Regions from separate parts of the Rattus norvegicus genome. Here region 1 is linked to region 2. A link is a contact called in public Hi-C data. All regions are on one chromosome and are shown on one strand. Each heading gives the region's core, a stretch centred on a gene start, on an enhancer-like site or on the middle of the called end of the contact. The rest is flanking DNA. Distances are from core to core; before and after follow the strand shown. Region 1 holds the start of Prima1 (proline rich membrane anchor 1). Region 2 overlaps Unc79 (unc-79 homolog, NALCN channel complex subunit).

Region 1 (2,852 bases), core at 69-2,568, 98 kb after region 2:
TCTGCCCTGAAGACTGGGAGGCCAAAGGTGAGAGTTTGTCCTCTGGCCATTTTGACAGCCTGTATTCTGCATGAATGGTGGGTCACCATCTACCTCCCCAGCCTCTGCTCATAAGAAGCACAGCCCTCACTCCAGGTTGAAGAAAGTTGGAAGGCTAATTTGAAGTTTAGAGGTCTAATCTGGTAGGAAACAAGGCACCACTATGGGATTGTTTTTTGTTTTTGTTATTGTTTTTGTTTGTTTGTTCTTTATAAGTTCGTTTCTTTCCCTAAAAGCTGCAGTTGAGTTCACTATGAGGTCTTAGTGCCTTCCTATATCAAGTTCAGTCCTGCAGGCCTTAGACCACAGCTGAGGCTCTTTGAGAAGTTTCTTATTTTTCCAGGGTCAGAGCACGTTAGACTTGACCAGTTTTTCTTTCTCCTCAAGTCTCCCCAGGACCACTCAGTGGGTGGCTGTAGCGGGAGCTCTGAAGTGACCTTTACCCCCTTCCCAGGAGGCCTCTGCCCGCTTCTCACCTGAACTAAACCCCAGAGTGGGTGCAGCGCACAATGCAGCAGAAGTGAGGGCCAGCAGCAGCCATGGCGCAGCACCAGGTCCCGGAGAAGCATCTCGGCCCGCGGCGCCCACTGGTGAGCTAACTGTCAAGGGAGTAAGGCTTGAGTCAGGTGGACACTGCATAGGCACGGTAGCATCAATTCAAGAACCACGCGATGAGCACTCACTTGCCCCGCACTTTGGGGCACCTGCGCAAATCAAGTCTTCATCTTCCTTCCAGCGCGCGCACATACTTGCTGACTCTCAGTGCTTTCCCAGAACTCACGCCCTACCTATCCTGGCGCACACCTCTGCCCCTTCAGAATACTGCATGCACACCTTGATCCTATGCACACCTCCAGAAACATCCAAACACACTTACTGAACCTCATACGACCCAATAAACGGTCATGCACAACTCTGACTTCAAACCCAGCGAGAATCACTCGCTCTGCGCGCGCACGCACTGTGACCCCCATGCACCGCCACCGACTCCCGCCCGCACACTCCTTGACTCTGCTTGCACAGTACCACCAAATCACTCGCTGCGTGTAGTCTCCCTGCCCCAGGGACTTCACTGCGCACACTGTCACATAGGCACCTCCGTGTGTGTCCCCATTTGCCGCCCAAACCCCAGTTACTGCTCCCAGGAAGGCGTAGGTTTTCCTGCACGCCCCCATCACCGCCCGCACCCCTCCGATGCCTCACGCCACCTTGCCTGGTGGCGACCCCCACCGATCGTCGACACGGAGAAGGGAGCTCAGGGTTCCCCCCACGGCAGCTCTGTTCTCAGCGGCTGGCTGGACAGCCCCCATTTAAAGCCAGCCGCCTCCCCAGTCCCCCGCCCTCTAGGCGGGGCCTCCAAGCTCACCCTGGCGGCTGCGCGCGCGCTCGGGGGCTTCACTTGCAGAGGACGAGCGCGGGCCGCTGAAGCAAAAGTTTGCGCGCTGCGTGGGCCTCCAGGGCAGCTGATCTGGGAGACCGGGGCGCGGCGCGCTCGCACGGGGCTCCAGGCTCCGCTTGGCCGCGCGCGGGCCGGGAAAGGCGGTCACCTCTGAACCCGTGGTCCCGGTCGGGCTGCCCAGGCAGAGGGCGGGGAAAGTGTCCTCGGATCCTCCGCTAGCCGGCTGCACAAGTCCTCCTTCAGCCCGGCCACGGGTCCCTGCGCCGCCCCGGTCCCCGCCCTTCCCGGTGGCGCCGAGCGGCTACCCGGGGCGCAGGGTACCCGGGGCCCGCTGGAGGCAGCGGGCGAGAGGCGCCGGCCGGGAGCACCCGCTCCGGCAGCAGGGCCGCGGGCGGAGGCGAAATAAATAATGCACGAAAAAGGAAAACAGACGTGAGCGGAGCCAGAGCCTCGCCCGCCTCCCTCCCGGGCTGCGCTCCCGCCCGCGCTCCCCGCTGCCGCGGCCGCCAGCGCCGCTGCAGTGATTCCTCGTCTCCATCTAGCGAGGCTATTGTGTATTGGGCGCTTAATAATTTATTTATTCACCCTAGAGGCCGAGGACTCCCAGTGACAGTGGCAACCTGCTTCTGCTTGCCCTTCCCTCAAGTTCATCCTGCAGGCTGCGGGAAGGTAGTAGTAAGGTCTGACAAGTGGGGACCCCTCTGCCCGCAATCATCGCGGACGCCCCTCAGGTTCTTCTTGTGCCGAACTGGGATGGTGCTGGCTAGCCCTCCCAGCAATGTGCCTGACCCTGACCTCCCTCCTTTTGGCTGTCATGCCCTCCAGACCTCTCTCTTTACTCAGTTGCGTCTTAGGGGGAGTTGCGACGTTTCAGGGACCCAGAGTTTTTCCGCAAACTCCTGTTGGATGCGAAATTATCAACAAGTCGGTTCTTCAGGAAGGAACTGGTTGGATCTCCTTCAAACAAGCTGCTTGCTGCTCCTACCTCACAGGAACCTTCCCAGGCGCCATGCAGGCGCCCTGCTCATCTGGTGATAGCGCTTTATTAAGTGCTCTGATTGATGTTCCGGGGAGGTGGGGGTGTGACAATTCCAGTCAAAGTCCCAAAGAGCTGGGCAGTCCTGTCTGGGGTTGGATGACAGAAAGGGAGGCTTATAGTGGAGGATAGATATCACAGCCCACTGGTTAAGAAAGTTACTTAGTTCCCCTTGGCTGTCTCCAAGGGCGCCCTTGAGTCACTCCAGGTAAACTCACACTTAAGTACAAAGTGCTTCGCAAAGCAGGTTTCAGACCAATTCTCCGGGAGCTTCCTTCATCAGAGCACAGCAGCAAGGCCTCTCCTCCTCCCGGCATGCCTAGGTGATGAACTGGTGAGCCCCATACATGTCCAGTTCTTCTAGAGATCGAACCACAG
Region 2 (2,773 bases), core at 215-2,714:
TGAAGTGCTGTTTTCAGTGTGGCTGTTAAGATGGATGGCTCTGAAGAGTTACATAGCACTTTAATTTCTTATATTGTTAATAAAAGATGCACTGTGTATGTCTGTATCCAGACCCAAGGTTCCGACTAAGAAGGGCAAAATCAAGTGCTAGAGCTTGCGCTCTCCCTGGCTCCTGGAGTTGCCAGAAGAACTTTGAATAGAACAAACAATGGAGAAGCACTGCCTGGCACTCAGTGGGTGCTTACAAAACATGAGTGACTTGTGAAAGCCTGCAAGACTAAAACTTGGCCCTGAGGGTAGGGCTCAGATAAGGAAACGAACAGGCAACTTCCCTCTGATGAATACTTGCAGGAAACTGGGCAGCAGGAACTGTGGCTGAGTTCATGGGCCTTGGAGATACACATGGGACATTCCTCAAGAGTATAACTGTGTGGATCTGAGCCACAGCTGCTCAAGGGTCTAGAGGAACAGACTGAGTGGTCCTAACACAGCCTCACAGAGATGGGATTGCCAGCCTAGCATGAGGACAGGGCCATTTCTCATTTTCATGAGAAAATGAGAGGTTTTATTTTATTTTTTAATTTATTTTATCTTTTGAGCAATAAAGTGATTGGGTCATTCTCTTTGAATTGCTGGTTGAGTTTTTAGACCAACAGAATGGCTATTCACAGCTGCTTGCACTGGATCTCTGAAAAAACAACTCTTGCAGTTAAGGGTCAATAAGATTAATTAATGCCGGGACTGGGGATTTAGCTCAGTGGTAGAGTGCTTACCTAGGAAGCGCAAGGCCCTGGGTTCGGTCCCCAGCTCCGAAAAAAAGAACCAAAAAAAAAAAAAAAAGATTAATTAATGCCTTTGCAGAGTGAGGAAGCAAACAGCCTGTCTGTCTCTCTGTCTTTGCAGAGTTTGTTGGAGCCCTTCTCCAAGCTGCTGAGCTTTGTCATTCAGAATGCAGTCTTCACGCTGGCCTACCTGGTGGAGCTGTGTGGCCTGTGCTACAGAGCCTTCACAAAGGTGAGCCTCCTCTGTGTTCCCAGGACCCCAGAGGCAGAGCGGCCAATCCCCGTCAAGGTCTGGTTGGATGCTTTACACATGTATACATTAGCTGGTTCTGGAATGTACAGATTTGGAGACGGAGGCCACGTGGAGGCCATTTCCTAATGGCCTAAGTGACCTCGCATGGACCTTTTCAGGTTCATTAGCGCATCATTAGCGGGTAGCCGATCCTTAATGCTCCCGTGTTTCTGTCCCAGCCTCTGAGATGAGAATCTTCCTCAGGGTTCCTCTGCTGGTCTCCCACGCCTGAGAAAATGGAAGGGTACTTCCTGTCCAGTAGTTATGGCGGCCTTATCGTGGCTGGTAGGCATTGGCCTCAGGAAATGCAGGCAGCAGGAGAAAGTGGGATCCTTCCCACCCTGAGGACAATGCTTCAATGCTCCCTTCTAAGGCTCAGTGTCCTGAGCTTGTTTTCAATGGGCCTCTGTTTCTGTGGGTTCCTCCCGAACATGCAGAGCCCTCTCTATTTCTGTCTCCTCCTTCTATGAGCCCTTTCTTTTCCTCCGAAAACTCCCATTTTACAACAAAGCTTTCTTTCTATTTATAAAGAGCTCCCCAGCCATCTTTCTCACCAACTTGCCCCCACTCCGCCATGCTATGTGTCCCTCGATAACATTCTCTTTGGCCTTTCACATCCTTAGCTACTTACCGTCCTGCCTGGGGCATATATTTTCTCCCTCTCAAGACAGTATTTTTCCCCCTCGGACATTCTCTTTGACAAGTAACTCAACCCCCCTTTTTCTTTCATGCTTAAAAAAGTGGATATACAAAACGCAGTCCCAAATTCAGTAAAAATGCTTTATTTTTAGAAGTCATTTTATTCTAAAAGGGTTCCGTCTAATAACGCTTCCTTATGTAATCCGATAAGAAGACAGGAAAACATAAAGAACCCTGGTGACATCGTCAGGCAGTCTAGAAAATCCAGAACCGCCCCCACTGAAAAGACTAGAGTTTGGATGAAATATAGTAATACTTTTATAACATTTACTTTAAATGTACGTTTGGTGTTATAAGAACAACAGAGCAAAGGAAGAGGGACTTGAGAACCCAAACGTGGAGCACAGAAGCAGGACTGTGTCGGGGAGTTGCTGTCTTAACAGCACAGCGGTTTGAGTGCCAATGTCCACACAAGAGAAGGAGATGGCGTTATTCAGTTCCATAGCAGGAGTTGGAGTCAGGTCATCACTCTCAGGAAGTCAGAACCGTTGAAGGCTGTCTGTCCACTGGGTAAAGGGCAGTTTGGGAGGAATACATTTGTGATATGGTAGTGACAAGCATTGCTATGGGTTTTAAGCCTTCTGATGGAGAACTAATCTTATATCCTTTGACAAATTAGTAAGCACAGGCAGATCACTGAAAAGAGCAATGGAATTTATGGTACTTGCAAACTGCGACAGCGGCCAAGCTGAAGCCACATGACACTGGTGCTACTCCAGAGACAGGTGCTCAGCTTCTGTGTCTCTGCGGAAGGAAGCTCAGAAACAGACCTCAGGCATCTCTGGAGAGAGGAGCCTGCAGCCAGCCCCAGCATGACTCCTGAGGCTAACACCCTGAGGAGCCTAAGTGGTCGAAACTCAATTCGGCCCAAGTAAAAACACCTACCAGGGACTAGATTAGGAGAGTCAATAAATAGAAATGATATTTCTCCCAAGAATATGAAAATTGTGAGACAGGGACCATTAGAGTACACGCCATACTATAAGAGTATATACTCCAT

What was found. A called contact is a pair of places that touch in the nucleus more often than the background predicts.
Region 1: a contact with region 2 is called in a Hi-C map of Schwann cells, with 7 times the contacts expected there. The contact joins the promoter of Prima1 here to the enhancer-like site in region 2. A contact is called at or near these places in 10 of 12 Hi-C or Micro-C datasets (the A7r5 cell line, Schwann cells, frontal cortex and 5 more) and 1 of 1 datasets of contacts at active chromatin or transcription factors (oligodendrocytes).

The regions. Positions count from the first base shown.
Region 1 is chr6:128,153,318-128,156,169 of GRCr8, forward strand. It overlaps Prima1 (proline rich membrane anchor 1), which reads right to left and starts at 1,319. Exons shown (of 5, transcript NM_001108721.2): 1 at 1,248-1,319; 2 at 516-638. The coding sequence starts at 608.
Region 2 is chr6:128,054,972-128,057,744 of GRCr8, forward strand. Unc79 (unc-79 homolog, NALCN channel complex subunit) reads left to right here. Exons shown (of 51, transcript NM_001271253.2): 42 at 904-1,014. Among named protein-coding and RNA genes, the nearest start is that of Prima1, 98 kb to the right of the region's middle. Within about 2 kb of position 1,465, at least 39 of the 93 cell types and tissues checked have an H3K27ac peak or open chromatin away from gene starts, as enhancers often do. A contact at or near this core is called in Schwann cells, where this site is marked.